Linked DNA regions of Mus musculus: regions 1, 3, 4 and 5 are each linked to region 2. The links are chromatin contacts, called in public HiChIP or PLAC-seq, Micro-C and promoter capture Hi-C maps. All regions are on one chromosome and are shown on one strand. Each heading gives the region's core, a stretch centred on a gene start, on an enhancer-like site or on the middle of the called end of the contact. The rest is flanking DNA. Distances are from core to core; before and after follow the strand shown. Region 1 holds the start of Zkscan17 (zinc finger with KRAB and SCAN domains 17). Region 2 holds the start of Pld6 (phospholipase D family, member 6). Region 3 overlaps Jmjd4 (jumonji domain containing 4). Region 4 holds the start of Wnt9a (wingless-type MMTV integration site family, member 9A). Region 5 has its middle 16 kb from the start of Rai1.

Evidence for each region. Promoter capture Hi-C pulls out the DNA fragments that hold promoters and counts their contacts. Hi-C and Micro-C count contacts between places; a contact is called where the count stands out from the background. HiChIP or PLAC-seq counts read pairs in DNA pulled down with a chosen protein or histone mark.
Region 1: an H3K27ac HiChIP or PLAC-seq map of epiblast stem cells shows a contact between it and region 2, with 2.6 times the contacts expected there. The contact joins the promoter of Zkscan17 here to the promoter of Pld6 in region 2. A contact is called at or near these places in 10 of 39 promoter capture datasets (the 3T3-L1 cell line, 3T3-L1-derived adipocytes, cranial neural crest and 6 more), 1 of 15 datasets of contacts at CTCF or cohesin (embryonic stem cells), 3 of 484 Hi-C or Micro-C datasets (bone marrow-derived macrophages and embryonic stem cells), 16 of 115 datasets of contacts at active chromatin or transcription factors (the NIH/3T3 cell line, bone marrow-derived macrophages, embryonic forebrain and 9 more) and 3 of 9 other capture datasets (adipose tissue, embryonic stem cells and pancreatic islet).
Region 3: a promoter capture Hi-C map of liver shows a contact between it and region 2, with 2.2 times the contacts expected there. The contact joins the enhancer-like site here to the promoter of Pld6 in region 2. A contact is called at or near these places in 6 of 39 promoter capture datasets (cranial neural crest, embryonic stem cells, hippocampal neurons and 2 more).
Region 4: a contact with region 2 is called in a Micro-C map of embryonic stem cells, with 2.2 times the contacts expected there. The contact joins the promoter of Wnt9a here to the promoter of Pld6 in region 2. A contact is called at or near these places in 8 of 39 promoter capture datasets (the C10 cell line, cranial neural crest, embryonic stem cells and 4 more), 1 of 15 datasets of contacts at CTCF or cohesin (large pre-B cells), 6 of 484 Hi-C or Micro-C datasets (embryonic stem cells, pre-B cells and ventral hippocampal neurons), 2 of 115 datasets of contacts at active chromatin or transcription factors (embryonic stem cells and stem cell-derived neural progenitor cells) and 2 of 9 other capture datasets (embryonic stem cells and macrophages).
Region 5: a contact with region 2 is called in a promoter capture Hi-C map of the HPC-7 cell line, with 4 times the contacts expected there. The contact joins the enhancer-like site here to the promoter of Pld6 in region 2. A contact is called at or near these places in 9 of 39 promoter capture datasets (the 3T3-L1 cell line, the C10 cell line, the HPC-7 cell line and 4 more), 3 of 15 datasets of contacts at CTCF or cohesin (embryonic stem cells and pro-B cells), 21 of 484 Hi-C or Micro-C datasets (the C2C12 cell line, the G1E-ER4 cell line, the HL-1 cell line and 5 more), 2 of 115 datasets of contacts at active chromatin or transcription factors (embryonic stem cells and pancreatic cancer cells) and 3 of 9 other capture datasets (adipose tissue, embryonic stem cells and liver).

The regions. Positions count from the first base shown.
Region 1 is chr11:59,505,212-59,507,911 of GRCm38.p6, forward strand. It overlaps Zkscan17 (zinc finger with KRAB and SCAN domains 17), which reads right to left and starts at 1,429. Exons shown (of 10, transcript NM_172941.4): 1 at 953-1,429; 2 at 617-751. 4933439C10Rik (RIKEN cDNA 4933439C10 gene) reads left to right here and starts at 442. Exons shown (of 5, transcript NR_015585.3): 1 at 442-1,675; 2 at 1,980-2,101; 3 at 2,620-2,700.
Region 2 is chr11:59,786,382-59,789,081 of GRCm38.p6, forward strand. It overlaps Pld6 (phospholipase D family, member 6), which reads right to left and starts at 1,276. Exons shown (of 2, transcript NM_001290283.1): 1 at 837-1,276. The coding sequence starts at 1,254.
Region 3 is chr11:59,457,892-59,460,591 of GRCm38.p6, forward strand. Jmjd4 (jumonji domain containing 4) reads left to right here. Exons shown (of 6, transcript NM_178659.6): 6 at 1-676. Among named protein-coding and RNA genes, the nearest start is that of Jmjd4, 9.2 kb to the left of the region's middle. Within about 2 kb of position 1,295, at least 146 of the 459 cell types and tissues checked have an H3K27ac peak or open chromatin away from gene starts, as enhancers often do. A contact at or near this core is called in embryonic stem cells and liver, where this site is marked.
Region 4 is chr11:59,305,634-59,308,333 of GRCm38.p6, forward strand. It overlaps Wnt9a (wingless-type MMTV integration site family, member 9A), which reads left to right and starts at 1,297. Exons shown (of 4, transcript NM_139298.2): 1 at 1,297-1,434. The coding sequence starts at 1,340.
Region 5 is chr11:60,087,856-60,090,555 of GRCm38.p6, forward strand. No RefSeq gene overlaps it. Among named protein-coding and RNA genes, the nearest start is that of Rai1, 16 kb to the right of the region's middle. Within about 2 kb of position 1,291, at least 48 of the 459 cell types and tissues checked have an H3K27ac peak or open chromatin away from gene starts, as enhancers often do. A contact at or near this core is called in the HPC-7 cell line and cortical neurons, where this site is marked.

The sequences.
Region 1 (2,700 bases), core at 179-2,678, 280 kb before region 2:
ACAAGCGATACCAGAAAGCCACCAAGCAACCGAATAACAACCTGGAACCTCAACTTTTCTGTATTCCTCTGATTGCCGAAGTAAAGGCAGACACCCGACGCGAGCTTCTGAAAGCAACAGGCTGTGAACCTCGACTACTCTCACGTCTTACTCCCGTATTAAGAACCCAATCCGGGCCCCGCCCGCTCTCTCCTGCTTCCTCCGCCCACTGTCTCCCACCTGCTGGGCCCTGAATGGCTCAGGTCTACACTTAGGATAGTGTGTCCAGGGTCCCACCCTCAGCACCCGGTTCTGCTGGGGGACTGCTCTCAAAGAGCCCTAGGCCAGACAAGCGTGTGCCTCTTTGTCACTCTGGCACCTGGCGCGCAGGAGCCTCGGGAGCGGAAGCTTTATGAATGAACTACCGTTAGGGAGGGGAGGGCTCCCGCAGGGGCGGGGCTTGCCCAAAGCAGTTATTGAAGGCGCAGGATCCCAGGGAAGGAATGAAGAGCAGGAGGAGGAGGAAGAGGAGGGTGTTTTAGGCCAGGAGAACTATGGGGTTTCTGTCGCTTCCACTCTTTCAGATTTGCTGGCTCTTTCCTTCGAAGCCCGGGACAGCAGGCGAGCAGATCCTCACCTTCCAGCTCGGTCTCTCTGGTGTTTTGGCAGAGGCGGCTCCAATGCATGGGCCAGACTCGGTCCCTGGCCAGGCCAACCCTGTCTCGGGATCCTCTAGAATGCATCAGCTGGGCTTGGGAGCGAAGGGAGACGCCTGGAAGAGAATTGTATTGCTTCATCCCCGAGGGCACCTATGAGGACGCGGCTCTGGGAGCAGGGATCTGGGCCCGGACGCGGGAAGAGGAGAACAGGGAGCAGGACCCAGGCGCGGGCTGGGGATCAGAGCGCGGGAAGTGGGGAGCGGGTTCCGGGTTCAGACAGCGGGGCATGGGAAGCCGGGCCACAGTATACTCACCGCTGCGCAGCGTCCCGGTTGGCGGGCCGCGTAGGCCGGGCCGCCGCGGAAAGGAAAGGCCGGAGCCCTCCGGCTCCCTCCCCTGGGACACTTCCTGCACCGCTCTAGGACCGAGGAGGTCTCCTCATCTCAGTGGTTCGCTTCCCCGCCTCCTGGCCGAGGTGTACGCGGGGGGGTGACATCCGACACCCCCGGCCCGCCTGGACCGCCCCGCCCCGCCCCGCTCCGTGCTCTCCCGGCCTGGGCCCGGGGCCCGGGCTTTAGCTTTGTGGGCCTTCCTAGCGGGCTCGGGATGCGCGCGCGCGCCCCGGCGGGACCCGGGCGCTGGGGGCCAGTTCGCGCGGCCACCAGCCAGGGAGGCCGGCTTGGGGCTTTGCTCTTCTCTGCTCCTCTTGTGTGGGCGCAGGGAAGGGCTGGTCTGGCGGCGCTGGCGAAATGCCAGAATTGGGAGGAGGAGGGATGAGGTGTAAGGGGATCTCCCAGTGACCATTTGCATCCCGTGTGTGCTGTTGTGCCCCAATCCCTTCCAGCCGCAATTCCATTTCAAAGCCAACGCTGCCAGAGCCACCCAAATCGGTAGGACTGGAGAAATGCAGACCCAGCGATCCACGGTGCTCGCCGAAGCAGCGGCCCGCGGCTTCGTGGCATGGAGATGATCTACGATTTCTCTGTTTAAGGAAGACTGTAGCACTCTGGGTCCCTCTGAGCACCAGGATAGTCCTGGTGAGTACGGAGAGAGAAGGTTGCCAATCCTGAGAGTATGAGTTGGGGAGCTTGTCGCTGGCTTAATGCATAAACACAGGACAGAGTGACTTAAGTCACGGAGAGTGAGAGGTGACCAAGAACTAGGGCATTGGAACCTATTCCTGCCTCATCTACCCTGTGTTGAGTAGAGTCCAAATCCTCCCTCAGTTCCCTCGGGCTGGACAATGGAGCCGGACTGTCAAAGGGAGGAAGCAAAGAAAAATCTGCCTAGAAGTGAGCTACTGTGCTGATTTTTTTTCCCCTTTCTGGTTCTCTTTCGAAGGTACATGGTAGGAAGTCACCCTTAAAGAAGGTGGTTTGATAGAGACACCCCACCACCGGCAGACTTCGTGCTTCCGTTTCCTTCTAATAATTGGGACTGGGACAATCTCTTCCGACTAGTAGGTATGGAGTTAAGGGTCGAGGTTTTGGGACATTAGGAGGTGAGTCAAGTGGATGATTGTTCCCCAAGTGCAGAAGAACGCTGAGCAAGCAAGGGTCACCCAAGGCTGGGACTTAAGGCTCACAGAGAGCAATAGGAGCCACCTAGACTTACAAATCCATGCCAATCCCTTTTCAAAAACACCAGCCAGGAAGCACAGCCTGGAATGACCAAAGACCCCGTTGGGGAGTCAAGCCTAGTGATTAGTCCAGTTGTGTATCCCGAAGGGCTGCTGTTTAGGCTCCTGCCTGGTGGCTGCTCAATACTTGGATTCCTCAGAGGCGCACTTATTGGAGCCCTCACGCAGGTAAAATGCAGCGCCAGGAGGTGGCTGATACATGGGATTTTTCTCCCCCCACAAACACTTTCCCTTTAGTTTCTCCCCCTGAGCTCACAACTCTCAGGATTTAGGTCCCCTCTCGCTGTTCAGAAGCCGCCAATGACTCCTAATATGCCTTCTTTCTGTGTTTCTTCTGCATAGAACCTGGAATAGGGACTAATAGACTGGAATCGGAGCACCTGTGTTAAATCACACCCATCAAGGCGCAGTCAGGTGATCTAA
Region 2 (2,700 bases), core at 26-2,525:
CCCTATGAGGGATCTGGAAGCAGACCTGGTTTCCAAGGCTACACCATCCCCAGGATGTGGGAAGACAGGCCGTGTGGAGGAAATAAAAAGCCTCGAGAGCCCTACAAAGCCTGGACATCTCCCAAGGGCTCCCCTAGCCTGTCAGCCACTGTGGGCACAACGATTAGGCTAGGCAGGTGTGTGGGAGGGACATGGGGGCACTGACTCCTGCGTAATGAAGGGATCTAGCAGTCAAAGTTTGTGTTCCTCCAGTGCCAACCACTTGAAGGAAAACAAACAAGGGCCACAGGCCTAAGGGAGGATATTGTCACACCTGCTGCTGAGCTGTAGGCGGGCCAGACATACCTATGGGCCCAGAGGTGATCGCTGAGAAGCAAGTATTCGCCACACTGTAGGGTCCACTTTCCAATGATCACAGAGTCTAGTGGGAAACTCACTAATCAACACTGTCACTCCTACTCCCGCTGTGGTCACACAGCCGCTAAGGGTTTCTCAGTGTTGGCTGAGTTTAAACTGACTTAAGTTTTATCCTCCATGCCTTCACTTATGTCAGCCATCTCAGCCTAGAACAATCACAGAAATTAAGTCTAAACACACACGCCTCTAAGGTCAAGGTCAGAGCGTGGAAACTGGTGGGAATTGCCACATACCTTACTCATGGGGAGCCCAGACACGGAATATAACAGACTATGAACCTTGGCTCCTTGGCCCGCTCATCTCTGCCTGCCTGCCTCCACCTTTCTCCCTGAAATGCTACCTGCTCTGGACAAAGTCGGTAGGGGCATCAAGTAAGTCCTCTACCCCTCTGCCGGTGTGCACCCTCGGCGGCGGTTTACCTGCCTTGCGCAGCAGGCCGATCTGAGAGCCGTTGAGGGCCATGTAGTCGCAGTCAGTGATGACCCGCACGCGCACCCCACGCTGATGCAGCAGCTGCACTGCACGCCCCAGCTGCGGGCTGGAGAAGGCGAAGAGGCAGAGCTCCAAGCTGGAGCGGGCGGCCAACAGCGCGCGCAGCAGGCGGCTCAGTGAACTCTCGCTGTGGGGGAGGCTACACGGGCAGCCCGAGGGCCCGGGAGGCAACCCTGGGGCCTGCAGTAAAGCCTCGGTGCAGGTCACCTGTGAGGGGAAGAAGAGCACCTCGCGCCTTGGCCGCCGCCCAGCCAGCAGCCAACGCATCAGCCACGGCAGTGCCTCTAGGGCCAGCGCGAGACCCGCACCAGCCGCGAACACCAACCGCCAACTCGAGCGCCCCATGGCCGCCACCTCTAAGGTCAGCCGTAGCACCAAGCGCTTGCGCGCCCAACACGTGCCAGCCCGCCCCCAACTCCGGGTGTGCCACGCCCCCTTGCGGGGCCCGCCCCCAGCCAGGAGCTAAACTAGCGGTTGCACAGCTTTCCCAAGCTAGCAAAGAGCCCTTGGGGAAGCGCGCTCATTGGTGGACCAGGCTGGCCTTGAACTCAGAGATCTGCCTGCTTCTGCAGAGTGCTGGGATTGAAGGCGAGTACCTTCATTTGACTTCTTTTCCTATGTGTTTCCCATGAATTTCCTTCCCTTACCTGACTGCTCTAGAGTTTCTGCATCGCATTGAAAAGAAATGGGGATAGTGGGATGCCGTCTCCTGATTTTAATGGGATTTGCTTTGGGATTTTCTTCAATTACCATGTTGTTTGTGGATTTGTACGGTCTACAGGAAGGAGTTATGAACGGTACTATAAATATAGCCAATGGATAGGCCAGAGGCCTGCGGGAGAAGAACTTATTTGCTGCCAGTTTCCTAGGCCAAAATCATTTCTGTTTTCTAAAAACTTATATCCACAGATAAGTGCAGCTCTCACCCCTCATCAAAGAACTTCCTTTTCAACAGATGAAGACAATCAGAGTTCCACAACTGATCAGAATGCTGAGAATTCGCAACTGTGGGGATAGATTCCCCGCTTACGAGGTTTGGCAGCAGGTACTTTTGCTCATCCCCAACTGATACACCTGCATTGTAACCCAGACACCTAAGGCTAAGTATAATGGAAGAAGTGATGGAAAGACTATATGAACCAGAGGCTCAGGACACCCAGTGTTAGATAGTGTGCCCTAGACAGGGGAAACACACTCATGAACTTAGGTCCACAGTGGTCCACACTCAGCACCATGTCTTTTGTCCCTAATGATGCAGCAAGTTTTGCTCACTGTGAGATGAATTCAGAGCTGCCTCGGGTTGCGTTCCTACAGCTGAAACAGCAGACAATCAGAAGCTTTGACTGAACATAGGACAGTGACTGAACATAGGAGAATGTCACATGCTGGAAGACAGGAAGACCTCTGACCCAAAACTTAGAAGATACAGACAGACATCACTTTCTTCATCCCTCCAGGACCACCCAGGCCAGCATGGCTTCCTATGCTGAGCTCGATGGGGCACACACACACACCCCTTCCTGTTTTAAGGAGACCCTCTCATACCCATGCTCCCGATACTTTCCTCATCTGCAGAGACTGACCTATTTCCTGACGTTGGGCACCATTAGACAAACCGGTCTTATTCTGTAGCATAGCCTGGTTTAGATGGTCTCAGACTTACAGCAATCTTCTAGCCTTAGCCCTCAAGAACTGGCATTATAAGACTAAGCTGAGTCATCGTGCTCAGCCCTGTTAACAGTGAAGCACATACATAATGCAAGCCATGCTAGATTCTATTGTCCAGTGTCT
Region 3 (2,700 bases), core at 45-2,544, 330 kb before region 2:
TTAACATCCTAAGATTCAGGGAATCCTCTCTACTCATCCTTCCCAGTGGGAGGAGGATACACACATGCCACTATGCCTGGCTGAGCCTGCAGTTAAATAGTTGGAGAACTCAAGTGTAGATACAGATTAGGGGAGGGTAAAATAAAAACTCAAGAGCAACATTAGAAAATACACCGGAGAATACCAGAAATGAAGTGACAATATACAAACTATCTGTAAGACAGCTAAAGCCTTACCTAGAGGGAAAATGATAAATTGGCAGGACTAAGAACAAGTGTTTTGGATCAATAGCCAAAAAAATAGAACATACACAATAAATGGAAATAACCAGCACAAGTCTTTGAAATAGAGAATAGCAGTGAAACCAAAAGTTGGTTTATAAAAGACCAATAACCTGGGCTGGAGAAATGGCTCAGCAGTTAAGAGCACTGACTGCTTTTCCAGAGGTCCTGAGTTCCATTCCCAGCAACCACATGGTGGCTCACAACCATCTGTAATGGGATCCTTTGACCTAATGTCTCTGAAGACAGCTACAGTGTGCTCACATAAGTCTTTATTAAAAATAAATAGCCTGTGCATACACCTGTAACCCCAGCACTTGGGAGGGTGCAGAGCGCCAGCGCAACCCTAAACTCTGGGAAGCCTTTCAAGGAAAATGCATGCCTTTATTTTCATGAAAGTTATGTGGTTTTAACGTAATGATAAGCTTAGAACAGTTACAGTCCCGCCAGGGAAACACCAAAAAAACCCTGTTGTGAAGAAAACAAATGTACACACACACAATTATCCATGTTCTCGGAGGACTGAAACCACACAAATAGTGTCATTGTTAGGTGTCTTCCACCTTATTTTTTTCAGACAGGGTCTCTCATTGAACTGGTCTACTCCAGGACAGCCAGAGCTATTCAGGGAGACCTGATCTCAAAGAACAAGCAAGCAAACAAACCCAGCTGCTTCTTGGCTGTGGGAAACAAACTAATTTGGCAGATTGACACAGGAATGATGTGATGAAGGAAAGTGAATGGGACAGAGAGAAAATTAAGTCCTGCAATAGAAGGGCAAGTCCCCTCTTGCTGAGGAAATGGGCCAGGAAGCTTTCACGTCTTTCTCTTGTTTCTCACTATTGGAATTCACAAGGCATGGCAGGAGAGCAATGAGTCATCTCCTTAGACCCACACAGGACCAAGTGTATGAAGTCAGGTTCTGTCTTGTCAGCTGGTGTATGCAAGCTTCGACAATGACCTCTGTGTGGCTGGAATTATGCAAGCGATTTCTGCATGCAGGCCTTGCAAAGGGGGAAGAGTACGTAGCTGCATTCCAGTCATACCTGGTGACTGACTCACGCATAGACCAGACCTAGCTAGCTATTCCTCACACAGGCACCTTCTGCCAGTGCTTGTGTGGGAAATTCCCAAGTGGTGGCAGCCTTTCTCCCAAATGCCTCTGAGGAACTGCAACAGGAGGAGACAACCAACTCAACCTGACAGGCAGCAGTTGCCCTCCATACCCAGCCGCACCAGTCCCTGTCCCAGCACCTACTACTCGCCCACACATAGGTGCCTCCCAAGTGTCGAATCATAACTCCCAAGGAGAAGTCCCTGTACTCTGCAGCACTGCCAGAATTCCCATTACATAGGCACAAGTTTGCAAATCTGCATGTTAGATTTATATATTGTACTGGCTGGTTTTGTGTGTCAATTTGACACAGGCTGGAGTTATCACAGAGAAAGGAGCTTCAGTTGGGGAAATGCCTCCATGAGATCTGGCTGTAAGGCGTTTTTTCAATTAGTGATCAAGGGCCCCTTGTGGGTGGGACCATCTCTGGGCTGGTAGTCTTGGGTTCTATAAGAAAACAAGCTGAGCAAGCCAGTGAGAAACATCCCTCCATGGCCTTAGCATCAGCTCCTGACTCCTGACGTGCTTTGAGTTCCAGTCCTGACTTCCTTTGGTGATGAACAACAGTGTGGAAATGTAAGCTGAATAAGCCCTTTCCTCCCCAACTTGCTTCTTGGTCATGATGTTTGTGCAGGAGTAGAAACCTTGACTAAGACATAGACCCATATACCATCCTTAAGGTGGTTTTCTGTTTAGCTGGTGAAGAAAAAAAAGCCATTGAGACATGGAGAAATAAATATGCAGAAGTCTATGATCCCTAGTCATCAGGGCTGATGCTGAAGATGCGGAAGGAAAGTAGAGCAGAACATACAAAGTATATGCTATATAAATTATATAGATTAGTATATAAAAAATAAGCCAGTGATAGAAACAAACAGGGGCAATGGGGGGAGGGGGAGGGGGACCAGGGAAAGCCCACCCCCAACTGAAACTGAATCACCTACAAGAGCACACTGTACAAATAACATACAGACCCCAATTTGCTGGCTAGTGGAAACATTGAGCCTCTGACTTTTCTACCCATCTATGGCCCACCTCCCTTCTTGGAAGTATTCTTTCATATTAACCTGTCTCTGTAGCCCTAGACATGTGTCAGTGTACAATTCCTTGTAGGGTGCCTCGAGACTCTAAACTTTGCCTAGAACTGAGCACAGTCTGTGTGCATTCATCTTTGCTTCATAAGCAGTGTGCATGCACATCCTGATAGTTCAAAGCACAACAGTTCATAAAAGCAGTTGTACAATTATGTAGTTAACACAGGCATCCACATGTGTTCACAGGAATTACAGGCTGGTGCAGTGGTAG
Region 4 (2,700 bases), core at 47-2,546, 480 kb before region 2:
TTGGAGCCGTGACAGGTGGCTGAGCAGTTGCTGTGCACGGCTAGACAACTCAGCCTCCCAGAGGAGCTCAAAACCCTCAGACTTGGAGGTCTCCCATCCAGAATCAGCCCCTCTAAGTTGAGAAGGCGGTGGCTGGTAAGGAGGTTTGCCTTCCAGGGTGTGGAGCTTGCCCCTGTAAGCCCAGGTCAGGGAGGCACGCTAGTGTTGGAGGTCCCTGGGTTTTGTTAGCTTGGCTCTGGTGTGTGTGTGTGTGTGTGTGTCACTGTCTTGCACAGAAAGTGCGTCTCCAGCACGGAAGGTTGACACGCGGTGGGCATGTGTCAGGATCCAATCACTCGGTCCTATTCTCCAGCACTTTGAATGGTCCCTGAATAAGCCGCCCCTCCCCCAATGTCAGGGGACTCTTAAGCAGTCTATTGGGTGCCCTGGGCAATTGTGTTTCTCTGCGTGTTAGTTAAGGTTTGACTTATAGACAATTCAGTCCACGAAGATGAGTCACAGCTCTGGGCTTTCACACAGACCAGTCACCATCCTGGCCAGCGGTCCCCTTCATCTTCCACCCTGTTTGGGGTATGAGGTCCCTGAGTGTCAGTGATATCTGCAGCTAGTAGTCCAGAAGTCCCTGAGGACCATATTGTCCCATCCTCAGGTCCAAGTCGGCCACAGCACCGGCTCTGCAGAAATGCCTTTTTGGTCTCCCTTGGAGAGGTCGCCTTTCCATTCCTCCAGCTACAGCACCCCAACTTTCAGCAGTGGCTCCCTCTTGGCAACATTGGCCCGCGAGTGGATTCGCGTCCCCCCACGCTCCCGCTCTGTAATCCAGTGGCTAACGTCGCTCCCAAGCCACCCAGTCACTATCCCCTCAAGCACAGTCGTCCAAGTTTCTCGGCTCTTGGATGTCTTTCCCGGCGGCCAACACCCGGTCCCTAACTGTCAGGAGACACCCCGGAGCTCGCACTTGTGTCCTGGCTGCAGACACCTAGCCCCGGGGTCTAACCCTGCTCTGTCTCTCAGTCCCGCCCCATCGCTCCTTCTGGCTCCGTTACTCGACCGGGGTTCCCACCGCGCCACGTGCCCAGCCCTCCCCACAGCGCGCCCCAGGCCCGCCCCGCGAGCCGAGCAGCTCGGCGGCCGCGGCGGCGGCGGCGGGCGCGCAGCTCGGATTTCGGCCCGCCCCCGGCGCCGGCGTGACCCCTCCTCCGGGGCGCGGGCGGGCCGAGCCCAGCTGGCCGGCGCCCCGCCCCGCGGCCGCGGCTGCGGACGCTATAAGAGGGCGGCGGTCGCGGCGCGCCCTGCGCGGAGCCCGGAGCGCGATGGTCTGCCGCCGCGGCGCGGCAAGATGCTGGATGGGTCCCTTCTGGCGCGCTGGCTGGCCGCGGCCTTCGGGCTGACGCTGCTGCTCGCCGCGCTGCGCCCTTCGGCCGCCTACTTCGGGTAGGTGCCCGCGGCGGGCGGCCGCGCGAGGGCGGGCGAGGGCGGCGGGGCCGGACGGGGGCATCGAGCCCGGGGTAGCACTCGCCAGGTGCTCGGCGGGGTACACGGGTGGCTTGGAGTCGTTAGTTGGCAGCGAGCGCGCCTCTCGGTCCGCAGGTCGTTGCCCGCCGTGCGCCCTAGAGGTAGAGGGGCCGGTGTCCCCGACGGGCTTGCGCGGGGCCGCGGTCCACGGTGACTCCCGAGTCGCCGCCGCCGCCTTAGGCCGCGGTGTTCCTGCCAAAAGGCTGGAGCCTCCCTGGCCCCTGCCCACTACCCCCCTTCTCTCCTGGAAAAGTTAATTTAACAACAACAAAAAAACACGTACAAAATCCAGATGTTCCTTGCACTGAGCCCCAAAGGGGAGAAAAAAAACCCTCCAAGCTGGAGAAATTTATTTTTCTTGCGCTTTTTTCTGGCGCTCGCCCGAGCCTGGCCCCGACCTCGGCCCTCGGGAACACGTCTGGGAGACCTGACCCCGGGGGGTAAACGCCGCCGCTGTCCCGCGGGGTCGCCGCCCGCACTCGCCTGTCTATGCGTTAGCAGTTTTGCCGCGTTCTTGGGCGCGTCTCTTCACCTTTGGTTCCTTTCGTCCCTCCCTCTCTACTCGCTTTCCCAGGTTTGGGATGCCTGAACCCAGCGATCTTTAGAGGGACACCCACTGCACTTTGAGTTCTCCAAGGTCCTGGGTGGCACCACGCATGGCAGCGCCCCAGCTTTCTCTGCCCTCCCTGCTTATCACCCTTCTTTCCCCCTCTGGGAGACCTGGGTTAGCCCCTCGGGTCGCAACCCTGGTCCTGGGTGATCTGGACTGCGTCTTGGGCCGCCGCCCTTCGCCGGTCACCTGTTCCCTCGCCCCTGGCTTCAGTGGCCGCTCGCAGCGGTGTGGCCGGCAGAGGGCCCCGTTGGTCTAGGAATCTGGCACCCGCCAGGGCAGGGAGAGGCGGCTGGGCTGAGGAACCCTGCAGGTGTATCCTGTTCTCAAAGAAAATAAAATATTTTCATGGGAAATTTTCCCTTTGTGTTTTTCTTTCTCCTCCTTTCTCCTCCGTCTGTCCATTTCTTCTGGGTTGTCTTCCAGGGTCAGTTCCATGTCTCGGTTCCCAGGGTCTCCCCACCCTGGCTCCCCTGGTCCGACCCCTGGGCCTTGGCCTGGCACGCCCCTGCACGCCATCTGTGCAGCCCTAAGCCTCACCCGCGGGCAAGAGGGAGGGCTGAGGATGGCCGTCT
Region 5 (2,700 bases), core at 41-2,540, 300 kb after region 2:
AGAATCGTCACCGCAGGCCATCCCAATGTGTTCAGCTGTCAAGGCCTTTTACAGTTCTTAAACTCCTTTCCACGCCCCTGTGGACAGCTCTGGGCCCTGGTCCCTCCCACTGTCTGCTTCCTGTCCTTGTCTCTCTATGCTCCAGAGACTGCCTTCTCTCCTCAGCTCCAACACCACCCAAACATCCCCTCCAGCTAGTTGTGCCCTTTCCTTCATGGTCCCCGCCCCATCCATCCCCCCCACTCTGTTCCCTCCCCCTTCACCAACTACTCTGAATATGACCACAACCCACACAGGGCTGGCTGTTCATCTCTGTGTCGCAGATCCCAACTTAGTTAGAGGCAGAAGATGGTGGTTGGGAATGAGGAAACCAGAGCCATTCGGCCATGCAACACACCATCCTTCCATATCCAGATTACTTCCCCCATTTGCACCCCAAAGGCAGCCATATCCTTTTCCTCACCCTATCCTTCCCCACAGGCCCAGCGCTGCCATTCAGTTTTTGGGTCAGCTATACGTAGGTCCTTGCACCCATGTGCCTTCCTTCTGCGCCACAAACTGCTGCAGCCACGCCCACCACGCACATCATTTCATTGTCCAGCCTTAGACCACCACAGGGCCTTTGCTCTGGCTGTGCTTAGCGTGTGCACCTCAGCGCATGCGCACCTCAGCCCTTCGACCATCACTGTGCTCTTTCATGGGACATCTGCCCCGTGTCTCTTGGACTCTGTTTACACAGTTGTGCGTTGCTGTCTCCTTCCAGCCTGAGGATCTTCAAAGGAGGGGTGAACCGAAACATAGTCGAACCTCAGGAACCAAAGTTACCCAGTGTCAAAGGAGTAACTGTGGACTAATATGAGGTGTGCTTGCCCTCACAGCCTGCTGTTGTTTACACGGCCGGAAGCTGAGGCTCAGAAAGGTCCAGTGACTGCCTCCCTTTCCAGGACCACACGGTCAGAGCAGCAGACAGCAGAAACCATACTCTCTGCCCCAGCTCCTCCTACCCACCCCGTCTTGGGGCCAGCATCCCAAGACCACATCACACAAGAGCCCCATGGACATGCAGACCACACAAGCGCTTCAGACACCACACCCATGGCGAGAGGCCCACAGCACAGGTTCCAGCCTTGCCTGGGCAGAATTCTTTTTTTTTTTTTTTTTTAATTGAAAAGAAATCCTGTTCGTGCTCAGGCACATGGCTGGTGCCCTCAGGAATCCCTCTCGCACACCCATATCCACTCACAAACCTGCAGGCTGACACCCCAAGTGGCAAGCTCTGGTACTAACGGGGACAGGACACCATAGGCCTGGGTTGCTATGACAACAGACAGCTCCACATCTTGGCTATGAACACTGCTGGCCACATGGAAACAAGGGAGCCAGGTAGTGTGTCATTGCAGCTGATGGTAAGGAAGAATAGTCCCTAGGGCAGTCCCCAAGGCCACAGGGCATCTCTCTCTGCTCTCACTTGGCAGTCCCTATTTTTGTGTATGTGCTGGGTGTGCAGACTGTTACACATCTTGCAGTGTCATCCTGATGGCGTCCTTGCCAGATGAGTACTGTGGAGAACCACGTTTCCAGATGGTGAGACTGATGATGAAGCCTTGCTTGGGGTGACACAGTGGGTTGCCAGTGGTCTGTTGGGCCATGGAGAGTCCTCTTCCCATTATCTGCCCCGCATAGGAACCTGGATGTCTCATCCAGGGTCACGCTGCCTTCCTTCCACGCCATCACTCTGTGTACCCCATTCAACCAAGAGTAGCCAGGGTAGGGTAGCTCTGCCCTGTAAGCTCCCCATCCTGAGCGTCCGAGCGAGGGAAGGCTGTCGGAGCTGCTGTGGGAAAGACCAAAGATGAGGAGACTGCTGGCTCGGCTGACTTTGCAAAAAAATTTAATTTAATTTAAAAATATTCTTTGAGTTGCAACTAGTGTGCACGTGTGAATGTGTGTGTCTGTCTCTGTCTGTGTCTCTGTCTGTGTGTATCTATGTGTACCCATACACACACAAGCGAAGGAAGTTACTAGCTTCAGGCACAGTTGGATCCAGGCCTCTGGCCCCATGCATCTTTTTTTCTGGCTGTTGTCTGTGTTTGGACCAGCTTGCCTGCCCTGTGTAGTCCTCACATCCCCAGGCTCACAAGTCATTGGCTCAGGGCCACACAAAGCAAGATTGAATAATTGGGAAGTCCAAATGTAAGGAGTTCCAGCTAGGACCTCTGGGAAGTCTTGAGAATCAGTGGCCACTTAGAAACAGTGTGGTGTGGCTCCTCTGTGCTGAACACCGTCACCTTTGAGACATGGGGACTATGCTGTCCCTTACTGTGTAAATCCTGAGCATGTCACAAGTACTGACTCAGGAAAGCCTGTAGCAGCTCCATCCCAAGAGCTGGGAAACAGAGCTCTTGGGAAGGGCTACCTCTGACACGTCAGGACATTTCCCAAAATTAGTTGGTACAGAAGTTGACACAGGTGGCAACTTGCAGGAAGTCACAAGGTGAGCACTTGCCCGGACACATTGGAATCCAGGAACTGCTGTGGCTCTAAGGATTCCCTCTGCAGGGAAGGGCCTTTGGGAGCTTGCCTTCTAGGTCTGACCCTTATGTGGCCTATCTATAAAGCTAGAGACATGCCTGTTCTCATCTGTCTATTGTAGCAGGACACCCCTGAGCAACGGGATCCCTGGGTCGGGGGACCCTGCAG